Linked DNA regions of Mus musculus: region 1 is linked to region 2. Evidence: chromatin contacts called from public HiChIP or PLAC-seq data. All regions are on one chromosome and are shown on one strand. The core of a region is the stretch at or near the end of the contact, and the rest is flanking DNA. Distances in the headings are between cores, read along the strand shown.

Region 1 (5,912 bases), core at 2,749-5,248, 350 kb after region 2:
AGTGACAGTCTGATGGCCCTCATGGGTGACAGTCTGATGGCCCTCATGGGTGACAGTCTGATGGCCAGTCTTGGTTGTCAGTTTGACTTACCTGAGGAAAGGGCCGTCAGGTGAGGAATTTCCTTTAGCATTTTGGCCTTTGGGTAAGTCTCTGAGGCATTTCTTCATTGCCAATTGATGTAGAAAGGCCCAGCCCACTGTGGGCAGTGCCATCTGTAGGAAAAGTAGTTGGACAAGCCAGGAGAGGAAGCCAGTTAGCAGTGTTCCTCTGTGGCCTCTGCCTCAGTTCCTGCCTTGGCTTCCCTCAGGGATGGACTGAGTGTGACCTTAGAGTTATAAACTGAAATGAATCCTTTCTTCCCCACATTTGTTTTGATCAGTGTTTTATAACAGCAACAGAAAACACCAGGGCATACGGCAAGGGCTCTCACCCTGAGCCATCTCTCTGGCACTCTGACTTTTTTTTCCATGTGCATTGACATTTTGCCTGTATGTATTTTTATTATTATTATTATTATTATTATTATTATATGTAAGTACACTATAGCTGTCTTCAGACACTCCAGAAGAAGGCTTCGGATCTCATTACAGATGGTTGTGAGCCACCATGTGGTTGCTGGGATTTGAACTCAGGACCTTTGGGAGAGCATTCAGTGCTCTTACCCGCTGAGCCATCTCTCCAGCCCAGCCTGTATGTATTTTTGTGTGAGATCCCCTGGAACTGGAATTACAGACACTTCTGAACTGCCATGTGGGTTCTGGGAATTGAACCCAAGTTCCCTGGAAGAGCAGCCAGTGTTCCTAACCACTGAGCCATCTCTCCAGCCCTGCTCTGACTTCTGTTTGGCTCCTTGGCCACTGCATTCTGTTTAATGTGGTGAGTGACCATGACTTGTGAAAATGATTTCCATAGCCATCTATCCATAGTCTCTGGAGAGAAGGCTCAATAATTAAGAGCACTGTTGCTCTTACAGAGGACCCTAGTTCACTTCCTAGCAATTACATGTCAGCAGCTCACAATCACAAACATCTGCAATCCCAGCTCTAGGGGAGGGATCTGATGTCCTATTCTGGCCTGCACAGGCATCAGCCGTGCATGCATGCAGGCAAAACACTCACACACATAAAGCTAGAGAGGAAAGGAGTGGTTATCGGGGCTGGAGAGATGGCTCAGCAGCTGGAGCACTTGCTGCTCAATCGTGAGAACCAGAATTTGGATACCAGCACCCGTGTTGGGCAGCTCACAACCACCCTACAACTCCAACTCCCGTGGATCCAGTCCTCTTTTCTGGATGCCAAGGTCACCCACTATACTGGCTGGTTTTGTCTCAACTTGACACAAGCTGGAGTTATCACAGAGAAAGGAGCCTCCCTTGAGGAAATGCCTCCATGAGATCCAGCTGTAAGGCATTTTCTCAATTAGTGGTCAAGGGTGGGAGGGCCCATTGTAGGTGGTGCCATCTCTGGGCTGGTGGTCCTGGGTTCTATAAGAAAGCAGGCTGAGCAAGCCAGGGGAAGCAAGCCAGTAAGGAACATCCCTCCAGAGCCTCTGCATCAGCTCCTGCCTCCAGGTTCCTGCCCTGTGTGAGCTCCTGTCCTGGCTTCCTTTGGTGATGAACAGCAGTATGGAAGTCTAAGCTGAATTAACCCTTTCCTCCCCAACTTGCTTCTTGGTCATGATGCTTTGTGCAGGAATAGAAACCCTGAGTTAGACACCCACACACGTGTACATACACATTCACACAAAAGTACATAAGCACACACCTATAAATAAAAATAACACATTTTTAAAAAGAAAGCTTGTTGAATTTTGTCAAAGGCCTCCTCAGGTTATGAACATAACAGACATGGTACAACTTGTAATCCCAGCAGCAGCAGGGAGCAGCAGGGAGCAGCAGCAGCAGCAGGGAGCAGCAGGGAGCAGCAGCAGCAGCAGGGAGCAGCAGCAGCAGGGAGCAGCAGGGAGCAGCAGGAAGGTGCTAACTTGGAGGACAACTTGTGCTCTGTAGCAAGACCCTGTTTCAAAACCGAGAATCTACAGATGCCATCCTAGGTTATGTCAGATGCACCATGACGAATTATGGGATCATGTTGAGACTAACACAGCATGGTCTTTATATTCTTTTCAATTTTACTAACAAGCTTTTTTGTGTGTATGACAGGGTCTCACTGTGTGTAGCCCTAGATGGATTAGAACTCTATGTAGACCAGGGTGACCTTGAACTCACAGAGCTCCTCCTGCCTCAGCCTCAAGTGCTGATTGAGCCCAGAGCAGCACCACTGAGCTACACTCCCAGGCAGTACGAGTGCATCTCCCACAGTATATACATAGTGCCAGAAGACAGCTTGCAGGAGTTGGCCTTCCTCCCACTCTGTGGGTCCAGGGGATGCAACTGAAGACATCCTCAGCATTACCTGCTGAGCATCTCGCTGGTCCTCTAACCCTAGGCTTATTTTTACTTTGAGTCATGGTCTTAGTTGCCCAGACTGTCCTTGAAGTCTGTAGCCCAGGCTACCCTTGAACTTTTTCGGCATTGGACACCTAGGTAGCTGGGGTTACAGGCTTGAGCTCCAGATGCGAGTGTTGGGGACAGCATTGACAGGTTGGAGACATGTGGCCTCTGGGTTCCTCAAAGGCACGAGAAGGCAGGTGCAGAGTTGATTACGTGGCGGAGATACAGCTGCATTTCAGACTCTTAGCACACTTTTCACATTAGCCCAGGCTGGCCTAGAACTTGCCAAGTAGCCCAGGACGAACATAATCTCATCTTCCTGCCTCTACCTCCCAAAGACTGGGATTGCAGCTGTGCTCCACCACGGGTAGCCCTCTTGTTTTCTGAGATTATCGACAGGCAGTGGCCACCCTAGGAGATTCAACAGTGTATTACACTCAAGTAAGGGAAGTGCTGCCACTGCGTGGGGGAAAGAGGCATGGAAGTGCCGAGAGAAACGGCTACACCAACCGTAACGAGCAAAAATGAAGAAAATATGCCAGCAAGATGGATCACTAGGTAGAGGCATTCACTTGCCAAACCTGACAACCTGAGTTTGGGTCCACATGGTAGGATGGAACTGACTCCTAAAAGTTATCTTCTGATCTCCATACACCTGCCGTGGCTCGAACTCGTGTGCGCACTCAAAGCTAAATGTGACACAGAAGCCAGAGTAGAGCACAACTGACTAGCACCTTGAGTTCAATAAGGTTGGAAGGAGAGAAGGCCACGACGTTGACCTTGACCTCCACAGCTGCACGGTTCCGACTTACACAGACACACTAAAAAACAGTCCGGAGATTAAAAGCACTTTTTCTTTCAGACAACCCAGGTTCAGTTCCCAAAACCTGTGTGGTAGCTCAAAACTACCTTGCTTCCTCCCTCCCCACCTTTCCTTCCCCCTCCCCTCTCTCTCTTCTCTGTCTCTCAGATAGGGGTCAAACCCAAGACCTTACACCCTAGGCAAGTTCTCAGCCACTGAGCTATCTCTAGCCCAGTTCACAAACACCCTGGAACTCTAGTTACCGATACCGTCTTCAGATTTTCTTAGGATCCAGACACACATATGGCTTACATATACAGATATGTAACAAAACATCCATATATGTGTTTGTTTGTTTGTTGAGACGGGGTTTCTCTGTCCTGGATCTGGCTCCAGAGATCCACCTGCTTCTGCCTCCGGAGTGCTGGTATTAAAGGCGTGCGCCGCCACCACCGCTAATTCCAGTTTTCTGGAGGCAGAAGCAGGCAGATCTGAGTGTATATATGAGTTCCAGGCCAGCCAAATGTACATGGACGCTGCCTCAAACAAGGCAATAAAATAATAATAATAATAATAATAATAATAATAATAATAATAATAATAATAATAATAAATTAAAGTATGTGATGCCGCCCCTGCTGGTTCAGAACTTGAGGCGGCCGTGGCGGTAATGGCACATGGCACCCCTAGAGGGCGATAGAGGTCCGGGCACCCGTCCTTGCGCAAGCACTTTTGTTTTCCAGGGCGCCGAGGCCCGCGCATGCGCACATCTTCACGCTGCCGCCGGAGCCGGTGCTTCTGAGGATTCAACGGTGGCAATGTCCGAGCTTCCCGGAGAGAGCAGGATCCCGGACCTGAGCCCCATGAACGGCGTCGGCGACGTCCTGCAGGTGGGACTGGGCGGAGGCAGTCCGGTCCCCGAAGCCCAGGAAGACCCGCTGGCCACAGCCTCCCAGCCCATGGCGCCGGCCCCGGGCCTGGCTCCCGGGCAGTTCCCCGGCGTGGCGGGCCTGATGGCGATCCCGCACGTCCACGCGCCGCTCCTCCTCCTAGAGCTGTACGAGCAGCGGATGTTCCAACACTATCTGCACACCAACCCCCTGATCCCCACCAGGCTGCTCCACGAAATCGAGGAGCGCCGCCGGCTGTTCGTGGAGGGCTGCAGGGCCAGGGAGGCGGCCTTCGACGCCAACCCCCCGCAGATGGACTCGCACGCCCGCGCCTTCATGCTGGCGCTCACGGCCTCCGACGCCCGCGGCCCCAACGCCGACTGAGGGGTGGCCTTCACCTATAACCTCCGAGGAAGGAGGCCGGAGGACCGGACTTCAAGGTCATCCTCCGCCATGTAGCGAGTTGGAGGCCAGCCTGGGCTACAGGAGACTGTCTTTTAAAAATAAAAAATAAAAATAAAAGATTGGTGGCCAGGAAGTCAGGTGACTCCTAGAATCAAGGGCAAAGGCAGATGTCTGGGCAAATGTCATGAGGTGGGGAATCCATGCCAGAATCCAGCCGTGGGCAGGGTGGAATGAAGCAGGCCGGGAGAGAGAAGGGCACTTGAGGCTTGAGGCTGACAAGCAAAGAGGACTCTTCTGACTTCCACCTTGTGACTGTCAGCAATCTTTCCCTCCCCTGCATTTGTTGAAAATCATGGTTGCTTCACTGCGAAGGACGATGGTTTTGCAAAGATGAAGTCTAAGAAATATCAATGAAAAAGACCATAGAAATCAGCGGAGATGCGGGAAGAAACCAGGGGATGTGCTTGCTAGATTCTGTTCCTCCCGGGTTTTACTGAGTAAGAAGAAAGCTGTAAACCACTTGGACATTTCAGAATTGAGGGTCGTCCCATCGTCAGCTGACAAGATCCATGTATCGTTACTTCTTGTGTTTGATGTTCTGTAGACGAGTTGTAAATATTCAGATAGGGAAAACCATGTATGTGTTGTGAGATGAATATTTTTCCAGACCTTGTGTAGTTGTAACCATGCGGAAATAGATGAGTGATTATTTAAATAATACAGACACAAGACTCAAATTCTGCAAAAGATACTATGGGAAGTTAAACTTATCTGCCAAATTGAAAATAGGTATCCATACAGATTTGTGTTTTCTGTAGGGTTTTTCAAACAGATTTTATAAGGCATATATGAACTGGTACCAGTCTAGTTATCCCCCAATCTTGGGTGCTGAGGATGGACCCCAAGCCTTCTTGCCCTGCTCCCATTCCTTCTGAATCAAGGTAGGGTAGGGTTTTGGCTCAGTGGTTAAAGGTGTCTGCTGCTAAGCCTTATTACTGAATTTGATCCCTGGACCCAAGAGGTGAAGGTGGAAGAATCCACACCCATTTCCTCCAAGCACCACTGGTGCACATCCACGTGCAATGTAAACAAATCTACATAGTACGTACATATATCAGCATCTGAGGTTTGATATGTTCAGTTATCATGGAAGTAATTCTATATAGGTTTTTTTTTTTAATGACTACTATTTAAGTCTGTATCAACATATTTAATGAACTAGTTGTCTTCTGGACATCTGGGTTGTTTGAAAATGTTTCCTTTTGGTTGTTTTAAAGATTTATGTGTATGTGTGTGAGCCTGCATGCATACGTGTGTACCGTGTCCATGCAAGAGACTGAGGAGACCAGAAGAGGGTGTTGG
Region 2 (5,590 bases), core at 1,314-3,813:
TCTTGACTCTGGAGACTGCAGTCACCTCCCTATCACAGCCTGGATGACCTTTCCCTCTGACACCTGGACTCTCCCCTAAGGCTTCCTCGGGGAAGTCATCTCCTCACACCCATGCATAGGGGAAACTCTCCAACAATTCATCACCAGGCTGACAACACCACAGATGTCAATCAGGTTTCCCAGGGCACTCAATGAGACCATCCCCTCAAAGCTCTGAAGCCCCCAAGGCCCCTGTTTCCCTGTGGGACTGACACCTCCACTGCAGGGACAGTCCTCCCTGAGCACAGACCAAGCAGAGAGCACACGTGGAGAAATGCATTCAAAGACAACCGCAGTGCACGCTGGGAAGAAGCACAGACAGGAAGTGCTCAGACCTGCCAGCCCTCACTGGAAAGGGGCAGACTGGGCTGGGGGAATCCGGATCCTTGGGAAGCTTCAAGAGGGAAAGAGGGCAGGAGTCACCTAACCTGAAGTCACTCTATGTCCAAGAGAGAAAAACAACTTACACAGACCATGTCTTGGGAACTAGAGCTGGCCATTCTTCTTCAGGCTTCCTCCCCTGGGGGACAAAAAGAAAGCCATTCACTGCATTGTGACTTGATGTTCCCAGGCTGACTTCTGTCACTGTGATGTCATCGACTACACTTATTTCTCAAGCCTCCCCACTCACTCTCTCCCCTCCCACCGCTCACAGCCTCCCACACACAAATTGGAAGCACACAGGAGTCTACACAAAGCTGATCACCTCCTAACCCAGACAACCCACGGCCAAGGGGGCAGTGTGGGAGTGCAGGGCACAAACATATCTGCCTTGAACTCCTCCAGAAGAGGCCAGCAGAAGGGATCCATCTTCCACCCTGAGCTCCAGCTCGCCCTGCACCTGGGCCGCTCCTCCTACTGTGCGCAGATCTCAGATCTTCCTACTGGAACCCCACCTATCAAGGCTCACAGGGGCTCACAGCATCCAGGTGGCCCCTCCTGTGTAAACTCAGGGCTGAAGCACAGCGAGGCTGGAGGGGCTGCAGCTGTGATGCTCAGGCAGCGTCCAGCATTCTGTGCCCACTGTTAGTGAATGGGACTGTGCACCATGGACCACTCTCCTGAGAACCTTCCCTCATCTATGATAACACTTATGTTGTCTCAAGCCATGATCCTTTATGAAGATAATTAGCTGTAAAACATCCTGTCACAGGAGGTGAGTATATGTTTCCCTCTTTCCATATTATGGGAGATTTTGAACAAAATAATGCTAAGTTTGTTCTGGGTGTCCTAGGTCTTTTGATCCTAGAACTGAGTTTCTCAACCTCCGCAGGGCTGACACAACTGTCCTGCCTTGGGCTCTGTGAGGACCACCTTGTGCTCTGTAAAATTATCACACTGAACACAATACAAATTTTAAAATTCTGCTCTTCATTATTACCTTCATTTCGTTTTCTCCTTGTTTTGAAACAGGTTCTCATTTTGTAGCACACCCCTCCTGGAACTTGCTATGTGGATCAAACTGATCCTTAATTTACAATGATCCTCCTGCTTCTGCCTCCCAAAATGCTGAGATTAAAATGTACACTGTACAGACTAGAGCTTATGAGTCATTTCCTTAAATATACAACCAGTATTTGCATTCTTTCTAACACTCCCTTGTCCTGCCATACCCTGCAGACAATGAACCCAAGATGAGCACTGTCTATAATGTGGGGAAAGGAAGTGATTTAGGGAGAAAAAGTCAAGGGTAATTGAAATGGTCATGTGAACACCAGGACCTAAGGGCAGGGACAACGTAAGGGCCACAGCGGTGGAGGTATGAATGTGTACGTTCACCTACCTGCATTTACTGACAATTCCATATTATAAAATTGAAAACTCATTTCTCAAACAGAAAAGAAGAGTACACTCATCCTTGACTCTTAGATGGGCAGCAATAATGATCCCATCCTTCTCAAGCCCTCCTTTTGACTGATGGCCTTCGCGGGGAGCCTGCGCAAGGATGAGATCCCCATCATGCTCTGGCAGCATCCGCACTGAGCACTTTCCTTCAGTTCCCTCAACACTCACACAGCTAGGGCTCTGAGAAAGTCATGGAATTCAACAAGTAACCACCCTCCTAGGTCACCCTCGGTGGCACTTTCAGCCCCAAATGCTCCTCCCAAGCTCAAGTCTGTACCTAGCCTGACCTCTCCTTACTGAAACTTAGTCCTCTGCTTTGGTTCCTGTGGTCGCGAGGGAAAGTTGGAGCAGAAAGCGACGCGCACAGAGCCCCAGATAATGCAGAGAGATCAAGGTGTGGACACACACACACACACACACTATCACATCAACAAACAGCGACCCTATACGACCGTCCGCACACGCCCACTCCCAGCCGGCTGCCTCAGGCCTTACTCCATGGAGACCGAAGCCAACCTGAAATTTCTTCCGCCGACCACAAAGATCGGACCTTCCGCATTAGCGGCACCAGAACACCAAAAGCCTATGCGCTAGTTTCGGCGTGGTGACCCTAAAAAATGCAGTTATCACCAGCAAAGCCCCCGTGAAGCCCGGCTCTTGGGGGCGGGGATGCCAGATCTGCGAGCGGAGCCCAGTGGTTTGTGGGAGTTCCCACGGGGGTGCGCGCTTAAAGGGGAGGCGCCCTCCTTTGAGTAAAAGTTACTTCCGGTTCTGCGGGGAACTGATTTTCTCGCCCTTAAAAAGGCAGGGATGCTCTAGATAGAAAATGTGACTGAGGACCACATGCTATGCAACAACCGTACTGTGTCTGTTAGACAGGCTAGACGATCCTCATAATAAAACTAGTCGCATTGAAAGTACTGTAATCGGTCTAAAAGCTAAAGTACAGGTTTGTCACATTAGATTTGAAAAGAGGTCAGACCCAGCTATCTGTTAACTTCAGAAAATATGTTAAAGATAAATACTCTAGCAGATTCAAAGTGACCATCTTTACATAATCAAAAGAAAACTCAAGTCGATTATAAAATGGAGGCAGATTTGGGGGCAAAGAACATTGCCAGTGATAATAAAGAGGCCAAGACATCAAGTGATAGTAAACATGGCTGGGCGTGGTAGCAATGGCTTTTATCCCAGCGATGGGGAGGTACAGCCAGCTGCATGTCTGTGAGAAGAGACCACCGAGGACTACCCAGTGAAACCCTGTCTAAGAACTAAAATACACTCAGATTATGGTGGCACATGCCTTTTACTCTTTTTGTGTCTGAGTTACCTCACTCAGGATATTTTCTAGTTGCACCCATTTGCCTGCAAAACTCATGATGTCCTCATTCTTAATAGCTAAATACTATCCCATTATGTAAATGACCCACATTTTCTGTATCCATTTTTCCATTGGGGGACATCTGGGTTGTTTCCAGCTTCTGGCTTTCACAGATAAGACCTCTATGAACACAGTGGATTTGTGGTATGGTGGGGCATCTTTTGGGTATATTCCAAGAGTGGTATAGCTGGGTCTTTGTGGTTGATCTATTTCCAAACTTCTGAGGATCCTCGAGATTGATTTCCAGAGTAGTTGTATCAGTTGGCAATCCCACCAACAATGTCTTAGAGCTCAGGCTCTAAGATCCAGAATTGATAAATGGGACCTCATAAAACTGGAAAGCTTCTGTAAGGCAAAGGACGTAGTCAGGACAAATCAGCAACCTATAGAGTGGGACAAAACTTCACTAACCCCACATCCTATAGAGGGTTAATATCCAAAATATATAAAGAACTCAAGAAGCTAAGCTTCAAAAATCCAAACAACCCAACCACAAAATAAGGTATAGAGCTAAACAGAGAATTCACAACAGAGGAATCCCAAATGATGGAGAAGCACTTAAAGAAATGTTCAAAGTCCTTAGTGATCAGGGAAATGCAAATCAAAATGACCTGAGATTCTACCTTACAACAATCAGAATGGCTAAGACAAAAAACTCCGGTGACAGCACTTGTTTCTACTGCACTTTTGAAACTTAAAGACTGTATCTATTTTTAAGATATCCCATAGGCTAATACTAGACCAGGAGTCCCCAGCTATATCTAGGTGACTGTTTCTGCAAAGCTTCCTGTTTTGTTATTCCACTGGCTTTTGGATCATTTATAAAGATGCTTAGCCTTCTGTCATGCCAATGTGTTCCGTCCTCCTTTCTCTCCACAGTGTGATTCTGGTCAGTCTGCTCCATCACAGTTCTTTTCTTAGTGCTACCCCTTATCCTTCATGGAAGTAAAATCAGATAATTGCCCTCCATTTTCTCCACAGGAGCTGTGTGGTGCTGAATACGTAACTAGAGATTAATGTCCACCACAAGCGTTTCCTTAGCTGCAGTCACTTGAATTCCTCCTGGGGTTCTGCAGGCCACATCCCCAGTCTCAGCTCTTTCTGCCTCTGTCTCCTGCTCTGTGTGTGCATAGCTTTCCCTCCTCCTCACACCTCTGTCTCCTGCTCTGTGTGTGCATAGCTTCCCCTCCTCCTCCTCACCTCTGTCTCCTGCTCTGTGTGTGCATAGCTTCCCCCTCCTCCTCTCACCTCTGTCTCCTGCTCTGTGTGTGCATAGCTTCCCCTCCTCCTCACCTCTGTCTCCTGCTCTGTGTGTGCATAGCTTCCCCCTCCTCCTCACCTCTGTCTCCTGCTCTGTGTGTGCAAAGCTTCCCCCTCCTCCTCACCTCTGTCTCCTGCTCTGTGTGTGCATAGCTTCCCCTCCTCCTCACACCTCTGTCTCCTGCTCTGTGTGTGCATAGCTTCCCCTCCTCCTCCTCACCTCTGTCTCCTGCTCTGTGTGTGCATAGCTTCCCCCTCCTCCTCTCACCTCTGTCTCCTGCTCTGTGTGTGCATAGCTTCCCCTCCTCCTCACCTCTGTCTCCTGCTCTGTGTGTGCATAGCTTCCCCCTCCTCCTCACCTCTGTCTCCTGCTCTGTGTGTGCAAAGCTTCCCCCTCCTCCTCACCTCTGTCTCCTGCTCTGTGTGTGCAAAGCTTCCCCCTCCTCCTCACCTCTGTCTCCTGCTCTGTGTGTGCAAAGCTTCCCCCTCCTCCTCACCTCTGTCTCCTGCTCTGTGTGTTCATAGCTTCCCCCTCCTCCTCACCTCTGTCTCCTGCTCTGTGTGTGCATAGCTTCCCCCTCCTCCTCCTCCTCACCTCTGTCTCCTGCTCTGTGTGTGCAAAGCTTCCCCCTCCTCCTCACCTCTGTCTCCTGCTCTGTGTGTGCATAGCTTCCCCTCCTCCTCACCTCTGTCTCCTGCTCTGTGTGTGCATAGCTTCCCCCTCCTCCTCACACAAAGATGCATCTGTGTTTCTTTCCAAGTTTTCTCTCCTGCTTCTGAAGGTGACTGTAGGCATGTGTTGAGAAATCCCTTCATCCCCTTCCCCCTTCCTTCCTCCACCCTCTTCTAGATCTATCCGTGAGTGAGCCACCCCTCTCCACAATGAACATTGATTTCCATACTTCCGTCATGTTCTTGTGGGGAGTTTTGGTTGCCGCTGTTCATTTTGTTTTTGTTTGATTTTGGTTATAGTCTTTTCTACATAAGATTTCTCTGTGTGGCCTTGGCTGTCCTTTGTGTTCCTCTGCAGACCAGGCTGGCCTCGAACTCAGAGATCTGTTGCCT

Evidence for each region. HiChIP or PLAC-seq counts read pairs in DNA pulled down with a chosen protein or histone mark.
Region 1: a contact with region 2 is called in an H3K4me3 HiChIP or PLAC-seq map of bone marrow-derived macrophages, with 5 times the contacts expected there. The contact joins the promoter of Eid2b here to the promoter of Zfp974 in region 2. A contact is called at or near these places in 1 of 39 promoter capture datasets (the 3T3-L1 cell line), 1 of 115 datasets of contacts at active chromatin or transcription factors (bone marrow-derived macrophages) and 2 of 9 other capture datasets (liver and pancreatic islet).

Annotation. Positions count from the first base shown.
Region 1 is chr7:28,273,708-28,279,619 of GRCm38.p6, forward strand. It overlaps Eid2b (EP300 interacting inhibitor of differentiation 2B), which reads left to right and starts at 3,999. Exons shown (of 1, transcript NM_001177427.1): 1 at 3,999-5,912. The coding sequence starts at 4,074. The coding sequence ends at 4,529.
Region 2 is chr7:27,926,895-27,932,484 of GRCm38.p6, forward strand. Zfp974 (zinc finger protein 974) reads right to left here and starts at 2,564. Exons shown (of 5, transcript NM_001374027.1): 1 at 2,401-2,564; 2 at 507-559. The coding sequence starts at 539. It overlaps Gm26891 (a long non-coding RNA gene), which reads left to right. Exons shown (of 2, transcript XR_881914.3): 1 at 1-1,195; 2 at 1,453-1,580.